Linked DNA regions of Sus scrofa: region 2 is linked to region 1. Evidence: chromatin contacts called from public Hi-C data. All regions are on one chromosome and are shown on one strand. The core of a region is the stretch at or near the end of the contact, and the rest is flanking DNA. Distances in the headings are between cores, read along the strand shown. Region 1 overlaps RNF144B (E3 ubiquitin-protein ligase RNF144B). Region 2 has its middle 210 kb from the start of RNF144B.

What was found. A called contact is a pair of places that touch in the nucleus more often than the background predicts.
Region 2: a contact with region 1 is called in a Hi-C map of epiblast stem cells, with 1.7 times the contacts expected there. The contact joins two enhancer-like sites. A contact is called at or near these places in 2 of 5 promoter capture datasets (fetal liver and liver), 28 of 47 Hi-C or Micro-C datasets (adipose tissue, alveolar macrophages, blood and 16 more) and 2 of 2 datasets of contacts at active chromatin or transcription factors (alveolar macrophages and skeletal muscle).

Annotation. Positions count from the first base shown.
Region 1 is chr7:13,985,227-13,991,845 of Sscrofa11.1, reverse strand. The region is part of intron 1 of RNF144B (E3 ubiquitin-protein ligase RNF144B); the gene reads right to left. Among named protein-coding and RNA genes, the nearest start is that of RNF144B, 42 kb to the right of the region's middle. Within about 2 kb of position 4,320, at least 4 of the 83 cell types and tissues checked have an H3K27ac peak or open chromatin away from gene starts, as enhancers often do. A contact at or near this core is called in epiblast stem cells, where this site is marked.
Region 2 is chr7:14,150,337-14,156,955 of Sscrofa11.1, reverse strand. No RefSeq gene overlaps it. Among named protein-coding and RNA genes, the nearest start is that of RNF144B, 210 kb to the right of the region's middle. Within about 2 kb of position 3,150, at least 2 of the 83 cell types and tissues checked have an H3K27ac peak or open chromatin away from gene starts, as enhancers often do. A contact at or near this core is called in epiblast stem cells, where this site is marked.

The DNA of each region.
Region 1 (6,619 bases), core at 3,071-5,570:
GGTTTATTAGCAAATTTGCCAAACAAGCATTATCTGAAAAGAGCAAGAGGGAGGGGGAGAAAGGGGAGGTGCAGAGTTCATTATTTTTCAAACTTTCTGCTAAGTGTTTACTCCTCCTGGATACATAGGGCTGAATAGACTCAGGCCAACCCAAATTCACGGTTCAAGCTTTTTCCACGTCCTCCAGTCAAGAAATAATAGCTGACAGCATTTAGAATTGAACATTGTTTCACGGCAGCCAGCACTCCCAAGTCCCACCTTTAATAGTTCTGTTTCAAACCCATACTACTGTTTTCCTTTGTACATGACAAGCCATCATCTCCTTTAAGTGCCACACCGATAATGACTTCTTTCCATTTCAAACAATGCGATACCTGCTGGCAACTCACTGATCCTTCAAAGCGAGCAACCTCACCAAATATTTAGCACTTTCCGAGCATAACAAATGAAAAACAAGCCTACTGTTTTTCATTACTTGACAATCAAGAATTACTTGATTGACATCCATGACCAGCAAACCTGATGAATTCTCAAAAAAAAAAAAAAAAAGTTTTTGGAAACACTTATTGGCTTCAGAAAATCAACCTTTTCCCAAACTGGACAAAATCCCTATGAGAGAATGACTCACTATTTTACAGATCCCTTTGTCTCTGCTGCCCACTTAGCTGTAACATCACAGGGTGGGGACTCTGTCTAGTATTTTTCCACTCACTGTGCCTGATACACTGCATGGAACATAATACATGCTCAATAAACATCAGTTAGAAGAATGGAATTTGCTCAAGTTAAAAACAAACAAACAAAAAAAACCTCTGCATTTGTGAAATATCCTTGGATAAAACCATTAAAAAAAAAAGTAACAGAAATGGATTTGATTAGGCTTTCAGGCAAACACCTACACTGATGTTCTTCTGCCATTTAACACTTTATTTGGCTAAAAGAAAGACACATAAGAGGGCCATCTATTACATTTAGAATGGATAAGTGATAAGTCCTACTGTACAGCACAGGGAACTCTATCCAATCCCTTGGGATAGAACATGATGGAAGACAGTATGAGAAAAGTGTGTGTGTGTGTGTATAAATGACAGGGTCACTATGCTGTACACTGATTGATACAACACTATACATTGATACAACACTATAAATCAACTCTAATAATAAAGAGCCATCTCAATGACCCTCATCCAGGAAACCCTAGAGCCTGATACTAGAACTGTGACTGAGCGTCACTGAGACTTCACCTAACTAGCCTGGTTTCCTAGGAAATTGCTTGAACTTTCTAAGACTCATTTTTCCTCATCTGTACAATGAGATACCTTAAAAGCTTCCTATGAGATTAGTTCAATGACAGCTAATATTTATTGAGTATTTAGTTTTGCTAGAAACTATGCTAAATTCTTTTTTGTTTTTTTGGGGTTTTTTTTGTTGTTGTTGTTTAGGGCCACGCCCACAACAAATGGAGGTTCCCAGGTTAGGGGTCCAATGAGAGCTGCAGCTGCCAGCCTACACCACAGCCACAGCAACACCGGATCCTTAACCCACTGAGCAAAGCCAGGGATTGAACCTTCGACCTCATGGTTCCTACTCAGATTTGTTTGCACTGCGCCACGACGGAACTCCAACTATGCTAAATTTTTAAAAATAAAGGTAGTATTTTCCATATTTACATGTTATATACACATGTAATTTCATTTAATTCTCACAACAACCCTATGACGGTTCTCTCCATTCTGCAGGTGAGGGAATGGAGGCATCTGGACATTTAGCTACCGGGCCCAGGTCACACTGGGTAGCGAGGACCAACACCAGGACTAAAATGCATGCAGTCTGGCTCCAAAGCTGATGCCCTCTTCCTCTGCTGTTGTTTGCTTCTCTGGCTCTAGACTGTCTCCAGGCACAGAAAAAGGGGTAACATCCCCCTCCCAGAAGAACTGAGTGTCTAGGATACAGAGGGGTAGTTTTAACATATACGACCTTGTATATCCTTGGAACTTTATGCTTTAAGAATCTGTTTCCTATTCAAAAAATATATACTCCAGGGAGTTCCCGTTGTGGCTCAGTGGTTAACGAATCCGACTAGGAACCATGAGGTTGCAGGTTCGATCCCTGGCCTTGCTCAATGGGTTAAGGATCTGGCATTGCCGTGAGTTGTGGTATAGGTTGCAGACGCAGCTTGGATCCCCCATTGCTGTGGCTCTGGCGTAGGCCGGCAGCTACAGCTCCGATTAGACCCCTAGCCTGGGAACCTCCACATGTCGCAGGAGCGGCCCCAGAAAAGGCAAAAAGACAAAAATATAAATATATATATATATATATATTCCAAAAAGTTTTTTGAAAGCTGAAAGTGCTACAAGAGTTGACAAACTGAGCAATAATCCTACCTTTTATGTAAGGAGTTGAGGATGAGTATCATTTTCACTATTTAGCACTAAAAGCATCATAAAATCGCAGAATTACACAAAGGTCCATCCCAGAGCCTGTGTACTACAGGCTGAAGTTTCTAACACAATCATTGCTGTAGTTCTGTTTCTCCACTTATATGGGTTTTAATGACTATACAGGAATGTCCACCTCAGGGCTTTTGCACTTGCTGTTTTCCCACCAGGACCTTCCTCTTCCATTTATCCAGAGGCTCCACCCTTGCCTGCCTCCTTCAGGACCACACTTAAATGCCATCTTCTCAATCACACTCTTTTAAAAACCAGAATCCCTTTATTTTTCTTCGGAGACTATATCCCCATCTGATGACATATTATGTTTTTACTTATCTGCTTTATCGTCTGTCTCCCCACCTCAGTCTCTTAAACTGTCAGCTCCCTGGAGTCGCCCTTATGGCTTAGCATAACAAACCCAGCTAGTACCCATGAGGATGTGGGTTCAGATCCCTGGCCTCACTCAGTGGGTTAAGGATCCAGTGTTGCCATGAGCTGTGGTGTAGGTCGCAGACACAGCTGAAATATATATACAGTATTTATTTTACAGGACCAGCTTTAGCAAAGAAGAGGGAGTAACTGACATAGCATATATACTATATACTAGTATATACACTATACATAATATATATGACAAAATATACATTTTTATACCAAAAAAAAAAATATATATATATAGTCTTTTGTCTTTTCAGGACCACACCCTCAGCATGTGGAAATTCCCAAGCTAGGGGTCGAATTGGAGCTACAGCTGCCGGCCTACACCACAGCCACAGCAACGCCAGATCCGAGCCGCATCTGTGACCTACACCACAGCCCACAGCAATGCCAGTTCCTTAACCCACTGAGTGAGGTCAGGGATCAAACTTACATCCTCATGAATCCTAGTCAGGTCTGTTAACCACTGAGCCACCAGAGGAACTCCTGGACATAGTGTATTTTAAGAGAGAGAGAAAATCATTGAAGTGTGCCAGTCAATATAAGTCTACCTATAAATTCATTCTTTGGGGTTCCTCTTTTGAAAATGTTTGAAAGGTATGATGGCAGGCTTGCTGATTTGAACTGAGTGGGTGAAGTGAAAAAAACTATGGAGGTTGAATTCAGACCACACATTTTCATGCCGATGTGGCCAACTTCCCCAAGTTTCCTAGTCTATAAAGAGTTGATAATTATCACAGTTGCTTAACTTTATAAACTTGTTATGAGACTTACATTGGTTTAAGTGAGGATTAAATGCCTTTAAATAGGAGTGAAGCACTTGGTAAACTGTTAAAATGTAGCATATATGGTAACTAAATGTAAACTCTAGGAAGGAATAACATAACAGGTGTTTGAGTTCCCACCAAAATAGCCAGTACAAGTTAGGAAAATTGAAAAAGAATAGAAGAGAAAATCAAATTTAGCAGAAAGTATGAACTCAAAAGGTCACTTTAAAAATGTATGCCAGCTTCCTTGAGCTTTGCATTTTTAAGCTTTATGAAGCAATTCTGCAACAAAATTTACAGAAAATAATGCAGAATGGCTGCCAGTGGGCACAGTTTAAAAATTTCCAGGGGCAGGGGGGAAGTTTTTAATGTCACATACTGTATCAGAGCAAAGCACAACAATCCTGACAAGCCATCCAGAAAACTCAATGGAAACAAGCATTTAACTTCAAAGAAGCAGCACTGACTTGCTAGTTGATAAGGAGGGGCAGAGGGGACAGTGCAAAGTCAAAACTCTCTTGCTGCCTTTTTTTCTCATTTATAAAAGTTTAAATCACTTGTTTCCTTGGACTATTAAAAGTATACAACCTTCTGGAGGCCAGTGACCTTCATTTAAAGGGTGCAGAATGGCTGACAGATGATCAACAGTCATTCCAGGCTTATAATTTGCATTACAAATCAGAGCCTGTGAGGACAGAAGAGGCCTGAGCTCTGGGTCCAACTCCCTCATTTTACAGAGAAAGAAACTGACACATAGGCAACTTAAATGGCTTTCCCAGCTCTCATATTCGTTCACTGAAAATAAACACCAGAGTGTAAGTGTTTCATGTAATTATGAAAATTACTTTTTTTAAGGAAATAAAAATTTTCCTCGCTAGCTGAAAAGAATTAAATACACTGGATTAATGGGTTAAATAAACAAGCCAGATAACCTTCTAGGATCTCGTATCAGAGGCTTTAGACTCTTTCAATAGGAGTTTTTCACATGAGGCAAAGTAACAGCCTTTTTCTCCCTCCCAAACTGAAAATCCTGAGGCTTATCATTTTAGCATACATTCACGTCATAATGGTGTGCCTCTCCTGGGGTAGTCACAGACCCTGTATACGTAAATATAAGAGATTCTCTTCCCCCAAAAAGATATTTTCTTACCCTTATTGTGACTATATGTAAAATCTCCCTCATCTTTAAGAGGCAAACTCTGACCTTTTGGAGAGAAGCTCTAGCCTTCGCCTGAATGCATTATCCCTTAAACCTTCAAATTATTCAGTGGTCAGCATCATGCATGCTGGAAGAGACGCCAGTAAATTCAAAGGGAGATGATTTAAGAATAATAAAACAACCTACACGGAGCAAATAATAAAACCAACATCCAGACTAATAATTCCCAAGCTTTGTGATACCTTTTACTATTAAAAGAGTTTTCCCAATAAGGCCAAGGAAAACCAGAGCTTTCTATCAGCTACCCAGACAGAAGCGCACACATAGGATGAAGCTTCAGAGATGCCTAAAACAGTCCCAAATATCACAATTACTTCTGCTAATTCATAGAGCTTACTATGTGCTAAGCAGTCTACCATCTGTTATCCCACCTAATTCTAACAACAACCCTGCCAGTTGAAAATATCATCCTTGTTTTTGAGATAAGAAAACTAAGTCTCAGAGAGGTCAGTTGCTCTGAGGTTAAGGAGCCAAGAATTTTTTTTTCTTTTTTTCTTTTTTCAGGCCACACCCAGGCGAGAGGTCTAATCGGAAGTGTACCTGCTGGCTTACGCCACTGCCACAGCAATGCAGGATCCAAGCCACATCTGCAACCTACACCACAGCTCATGGCAACACTGGATCCTTAACCCACTGAGCGAGGTCAGGTGATCGCATCTGCGCCCTCGTGGATGCTAGTCAGATTCATTAACCGCTGAGCCATGACGGGAACTCCAGGAGTCAAGATTTAACCCTGATCTTTCTAATGGTGAAGTCAGAATTCCTTCTCCAGAAATATCATGCGGATTTTCTCCCACTAGTCTGACATTTACCATTATTTACTCTCCTTAAATGTCTTCAGAAAAATGTCTGTTTTATCCGAGACAATGTCATGCTCTTTAGTTAACAAGTTCACTCAGATGAGCATCTCTGATTATCAATTACTGTCATCTAATAGAAAGTAGACTCTGTGGGAAGAGGCCAAAGAACAGGGAGGGCAACAAAGCAGGGCAAATTAAAGGAACGGGGGGTGGCTGGCTTCTGACAGAACGACAGTAATATCCAGATAGCACGCCACCCCATCCTAGGTACCTTTCATATTTTGAACTAAGAGAATAAATTACAAGACATTCTACCCAAACCATTCTAATAAAAGAGCTCTTCTGAAAATGCGTTTGGGAAAACTCACAAGTGAATATACAGAAGCCTGCGGATAGGAAGAGACTCAAAGAACTTGAAGATGCTATTCCTTGAGAAGAGGTAAGAGACATTCAGGAATTCCCGGTTGACTTTTAACATTGAATCTGCAGAGCCAATAGAATCAAGCACATATTACATGCCTGTTCCTGCATATGATTTCCATCTACCATGACCCCAGGCTTCATAAGGGAAACTAGAAAGGTCTTCATCTTTGGCCTGAGTTGTTCATGGGCTGTCTGAGGCAGGGAGCTTTTTGCTGTGATGGTTCTCACTGCGTTAAGACTTCAGAGTTGCCAGAAGCAGCGTTTTTAGGACCAGGGAGGACCTGTGAGGCTGGAACAAAGTTGTTTCAGGGCTGAAAGAAGTTATGCCTCCCTTCATCAGAGCAAGATGTAGAATGAGTAGGAAAAGCATCTAATCTTCTCTGCTCAGAACACAGAATATTCCTTTATGGGTGCTTCTTGCTTTCTCTTTTAAGAGTAAAAAAGGTGCATGGGGTATACACATGCTGAAAAGAGATAACTTGTATGTTCCAAAGAATTTGTTTGAAATATCTCTGTTTTCCAAAGATTCTGGTTACA
Region 2 (6,619 bases), core at 1,901-4,400, 170 kb before region 1:
GAAAGAAAAGCTTTCTTCTGTAATATCCATAGCTATACTTCTGTCTGCCACATCCGCAGTTGGCATAGTGCTCCATTACCTCCTCAGCTATGACTAAGAGACTGGTTTTACCTGCAAAGCAACTCACTCACACTGGAGCTTTCAAAGGCTTCCTGGATTGCTGAAGAGAATGGCATTGCCTTTCAATTTAGAATCCTTTTTACCATAATCTCAAAGCATTTTCTAACTACAGAACCAATCTTGATTAAATCATATATTCAATTTGTCTCCAGCCCACAATTCCTAATATTCAGGTCTTTGGAGGCAGGATGAGCTGAGACTCTGAAGAAGGAAACAGTGTCCTGCAAAACCAGGACTTCCCACACTGCTCTCTCCATGCAGCTACCCTTCCTCTGGTCACTGGCAGGCTGGCCCCGCAGCTGCTACAATCCCCCACTTTAACGCATGATGTTGCCTGGGAAGCAATGCTGGGAACCTTTTGGCAGCGGCTTTCTGACATATGTTCCCACGGCCAGAACAATGACGAGGTTCCTTTCAGCTCTCTTTCAACCCTAGCAGGTTTGGAGAATGCTCTTTGTGAGGCCTGGCTGAGTCACAGAAGGACGCAGGGCTTGGACTGCCCCCCTCCTGTCTTTCCCCACCAGGATGCCTAAGGCATTTGCATATGGTGACTCCTCTGCCAGGCTCTTTACAAAAGCAAAAGAAAGGCATTTTTTCCTTTTCAGGGCCAGGTGGCTTGGACGATTAGAGTTTGTTGCATTCTCAAGAGCAGCCTGAGATTAGGCAGAAAGGCCAGTTCCCCGCTAGTGATTCCACCCAGGGCTTATTTGAAGAAGCTGAGTAGCCAGGGGCTCTACAACTGCATCTGAATTCAATCCAGGCAGAGCACCACACTTCTCCAAGGCGGGAGGAATCAAGGCTTTAGATTAGTTTCAGACCTTTGCAGAGACCCCAGCCTGACTTGCACAACTAAGATACTATCTGGGGATTGTCACCTCTATTAGGGGACAACACATCCTAGACCCCACCCCCACCTCCCACTCCACCCCACATACACATCCTCGAAAACAAAGGCACAGGGGTATGTTTATTCATATCCACTGTGGTTTATGGCCCCACCATGGGCTCTGTTATGGGCTCTGTTACTGAAATAGAAGCCCAGAGGTCATTCTGGTTGCTTCACTTCTCCCCATATCTAGTGGGTTTATTCTATCTAAGTGGCTCTCTTGCCCTTCCTCTATTCTCCATTCTGCTTTTCCCAAGCTATATGCAGCTGATTGTATTAGGTTCATTGCTTTTCTTCTGGCCTCTCCGTGAACCTCCTTCCACAAAGCTGCCAGAAGAATTTTTCCAACGTTCAAGTCCAGTTCCATCACTCCCTTGCTCAAAATTCTTCAGCAGTGTCCATTCATCTTGGAGATGACTCCTTCAGGCAGCTTCAGGAGTTGGTTCTTTCCTACCTGTTCATTTACCCTTATATTCCAACTTCCCCCTAGACTTCAGTGACTCTAAGTGGCTTTGGGCTCAGCATCCCTACTGGGCTCCTATATTCCTCTTTTCCCTAGAATGAATCCACTCTCTGTTTTTTTTCCCAGTTCTCAAGACCACCAAATCTTTGACTGATTTGCCCAATTTCCTGGTGTTCCCCACACCCAAACCAGGACACATTAGTCCATTCTTACCTTTGTTTCCAAAATCAGTCAAGGTTAGCAAACTTTTAAGAAGTTCATTTTGCCCACCCCATCATCCCCAAACAAGAAAACCTTAAGAGCTATCCCACAGAGTGAAATCTAAGAATGAAGATAGGAACTGGAGTGACTAGGTCAAGCCTGCTTTATGTCTGTTCTTTTCAAGTTCATCAGCCAACAAATTTCCTGTATTGTTTAGGCCTGTTTGAATTGGGTTTTCCATCTCTTACAACACAGAAAACCTTATCTGATATGGCAGAGATTAATAGTATTCTCTTCAAAAGAAATAGCTTTCCTTAGAACACATGATAAAATAATATGAAACCAAGGGAGTTTAGTAAATGCAGCATTCAATACAGTCAAGAAGCTTGCTTTTTTTTTTTTTTTTTTTTTTTTTGTCTTTTTAGGGCTCCACCTGCACCTTATGGAGGTTCCTAGGCTAGAGGTCCAATTGGAGCTGTAGCCACTGGCCGAGGCCAGAGCCACAGCAACACGGGATCCAAGCCATGTCTGCGACCTACACCGCAGCTCATGGCAACACTGGATCCTTAACCCATGAAGCAAGGCCAGGGATCTAACCCACATTCTCCTGGATACTAGTTGGGTTCTTAACCCACTGAGCCACAGTGGGAACTCCCTGGGGTCACTTTTATAAGGGCACTAACCCCATTCATGAAGGCTCCACCCTCATGACCTAATCACATTCCAAAGACCCCACCTTCTAATACCATCACCTTGGGCATTAGGTTTCCAATATATTAATTTCAACATATGAATTCAGACCATAGTGAAAGAGTTCTGCAGTTCCTTACTATATGCATTTAGTCACTAAAAACAAAACAAAACAAAATTTATTTAGTACTTACTCTGTGTTTGGTAGTAGGTATTATATACATAGAAAAATGCGAGACATCTCCCAGGCTAGGGTATGGCAAACTACAGCTCACAGCCAATGTGGCTCCTCTGGTTGTTTTTGTAAATAAAGTTTTATTGAAACACAGTTACACCTAAGTGTTTACATGCTATTCATGGCTGCTTTCATACTACAACACCAGAATTGAGAAGTTGGCACAGAGATCATATGGCCTGCAAATATTTACTATCTGGCACTTGACAGAAAAAGTTCGCCAAACTCTGCTCGAGGATATTCACCACAGATAAAAGCTTTCGTTACAATATACCTCCCATTTCTGAAGAGCTATAGTGAAGTGTACTCCACCAACTTCTGTGTAACACAGTCCCAAATATCAAATTACACTCCTCCCAAAAAAAAGCATGGGGGAGAAAGAAAAGAATGTTTTTAAACATACATTCAATTGGATGCTTAATTGGAAACTCAAACTCATTTTGAGTTTCCAGAATTCACTGGTACTACAAATGAGATGCAGACCCCTGTTGAGTCATCATTAGAATTCTCCTTGAGAGAGGGGCAAACCCATCCCAGCTGGTGTCAATGAAAAACCAAGTGCAGACAATGTGACTCATTAGCAAAGAAGAGAGGTTTGGTTTGGGTTTTGTAGGGGTTTGTTGTTTCTTTCTCATTTTTTTTTCTCCTCCATCCTTTCCCCTGGCATAGTTTACTTCTCAGAACAACAATCTGATTTCAAGAAACCAAAACACAGGACTAAAAAAGAAAAGTAAACCCAGTCAATTTCTAAGTATGGTTACAAAAAGCTAAAATCTAGAAATTAGGTCCCTGGTTTCATTTTTTTCTATATTGGTTTATGGTGACCCACAGGTAAGCTTCTAGCCTAAATATCCCCATTTTCATTTTCCACTGGAGGTTCTCCTAAGCTCTTTTCAGATGCTAAAGGGATTAACCCCATCGTCACTCACATGACTGTTGAGTAGAACTAGCACAGACTATTGAACTCAGCGGATACCTGTGTGAATTTGTTTTGCCATTTATAACGTATACAATATAGAAGAGTGCATTTATCTTCTCTGAACACGATTGCCTCAACAGTATGCAGAATGCTAACTCCTAATTTTCTAGAATTGTTAAAGAATCAAATGTAGTCACACCTGAAAATATCTAACACAGTTGCAGGCACAGGGCTGTTTTCCAATAAATGTAGCTTTCTTTTCTCTTTCCTTCAATCTTCTGCGGCTAAAAAGATAAAAAGCATACCCTAATCTGAACAACAAAATCACACCTCCTACCATTTTGAGGTTTTCTTCTGTTAAAGGAAAAATAAAAGATAAAGGTGAGAGACATCACAGTGGGATGGACGAGGAGTCTGAGGTTAGTAGATGCAAACTACTATATTTAGAATTGATAAGCAATGAGATCCTACTATATAGCACAGGGAACTATATCCAGTCTCTTGGGATAGACCATGATGGAAGATAATATAAGAAAGGGAATGTGTGTGCGTGTAATATATTCATAGATATATGAATGGGTCACTTTGTGGTATAGCAAAAATTGGCGCAACATTGTAAATAAACTATACTTTAATTTTTAAAAATAAAGTTGAGAGATATCAAGAGTTTTAGTCAGGTTCTGGGATTTTCTCTTCCCAATTCCACCATTACCTCCAATCCCAAGATTAAAGAGGAGAACAGGTTTCTATTTCTAAATGAACAGAATAGTGCAGGCATGAATCCATAGTAACCACTAATGGAAACTTGGCCACCCTCTCTGAAGCTTTTGGACACATTTGGATCTAATTGGCAGTCTGCTTTAGAGCAGCCAAAAAATACAGTGTCATACACATCACAGATCAAAGCAGAGGCAAACTTGCTAGTGGCCATGGAGCTTTGATTGCCAAAATTAGGCAGGCAGGTCTGTGGGTCTTATTTAGGGATAGGTAAATGCTCACTAGCTTATTTAGAGCAAACCTCTAGAAGACCCTGATTTAGCTAGTTCAGGACCCAAAACGAAGGTACAAGCAAAAGCATTCAGAGTAGCTTGCCACTTGGGTGGTCAGGAGAGACCAGCTTATGTTCATCCTGCCACCATGTACTTTGGAAATTAATTAGTATCCTCTTTTGGGCTTCCATGTAATGAATGACTTAGGCTTTTCAATGAGAAATATGCCTCAGCCCCAAGCTCAGAAATGTCAACTATACCTGAAAACCCTCTTTTCTCTTGTAGGAGAAAACAAAATTTTTCCTTTTCCAAAAAACCAACAAAAAGAATACGTCTTTCTAATTCCACCATTATGCAGAAATCCCTAACCATCAGATTTAAATGATAAATGTTACCACTGAATACTGTTAATCTTTTTAGTGTCATGGCCTCCTAAAAATTATGGAAAACCTCTTTTCAGAGGGTTTCAAATACACATGAAACCCAATTTTACATACAATTTCTGTACAGATAGACTTCCTGAGGATCTCCCAAGGACCACCAAAGGCTTATACTTCTTAGAGAAAAGATTACCATATGACATCTATTAACCAGAAAAACAAAATCATTTTCCGAATGATGATTTACCACTATAAGTCTGTCATTATTTCTAATTTATGACAGTCACTACTAATTGTCCATTCCCACAAAGACCTCGAGCTTACCAGTCCGAAATTATTGCTTCATCTAATATCCACTGTCAGAACCCCTTGGAATATCTGATCATTTAATTCCCTCATCTAAATAGGAACAGACAACCAAGAAGCATCAATTATCTGAGAGAAGCCTAGAGCACCAAAGAAGTAAACTGTGGTGAATGTTTTTCAAGTAAAATTCTAACTAGTATCCTTAGAAAGATTAGAATAGATATTATTACACCATAACGATGGAATAGGAGATGTGTAAATAAAAAATAACTCCTGGGGATTAAAAAGGTGATTGCTACGATACACAAAATAGAATAGTCGAAAGGTAACAATGAAAGAAAATACAAAGAAGGAAAAAAAGATGGAAAATATGAGAGAAAAAGTGACCATGTAGGATCAACATAAAGGATATGCCTGGAGTTCCCATCTTGGAGCAGTGGAAACGAATCTGACTAGGAACCATGAAGTTGCAGTTTCGATCCTGGTCTCGCTCAGTGGGTTAAGGATCTGACATTGCTGATGAGCTGTGTGGTATAGGTCACAGACATGGCATGGATCCTGCATTGCTGTGTCTGTGGCATAGGTCGGCAGCTACACCTCCGATTTGACCCCTCGCCTGGGAACCTCCATATGCCATGGGTGCAGGTGCAGCCCTAAAAAAAGAAAAAAAAAAAAAGAAAAGGGCTCATAACTATAAATATTACTGTGAAAGTTAAGAACAGATAAAAACAAATCCACTACAAACCAGATTCTGGGAGATATGGAATTAATGTCTTTAGAATTCTGAGGGAAAAATATTTACAATCTAAAATTCAGTACTCAGCCAAACTCTATTAAATGCAAGGGAAGACTAAAAAAAAAAAAAAAAAAAAAAAAAAAAAAAAAAAAAAAATTCATACAAGAAAGGACTGAAAAAGTTGGCCTTCCACACATTTTACTCCAGCAGTATAAGAGGATAAACCAAGAAAAGCAGGGCGTGGGATCCAGGAAATAGTTGATGAGAACCAGGAGTAAAAAGAGATGTTTCAGTGTGACAACTATGGAGCTGGACTAAAAGCACAAGTAGAGGCAGGAAAAAAGGAGGCTCTGGGAAGAAAGTCAATGCAAGAAGAGTGAGCATCATAAAATAGATAGGATTTGAGAAGAGGAAGTACCTGAATATGTGAGAAAATTCACAAGTACAGTAAAAAATATACATAAAATATACTGGGGAAAGTTATATTACAAAGTTACTACCAATATAAAGGAAATGAAACAATTAGAACAGCACCTTGATGGATTCTGAAACAAAGAATAGAATAAGTTTCAAATAAAATATAAAGTGATAAAGAATCTTAAAAAAAATCTTAAAGTAATAATGATCTAATGATAGATACTAGTTTCTTTTATCAATTAGAGAAAGAAAAGGCATCAGAAATGCCAAGATAAAC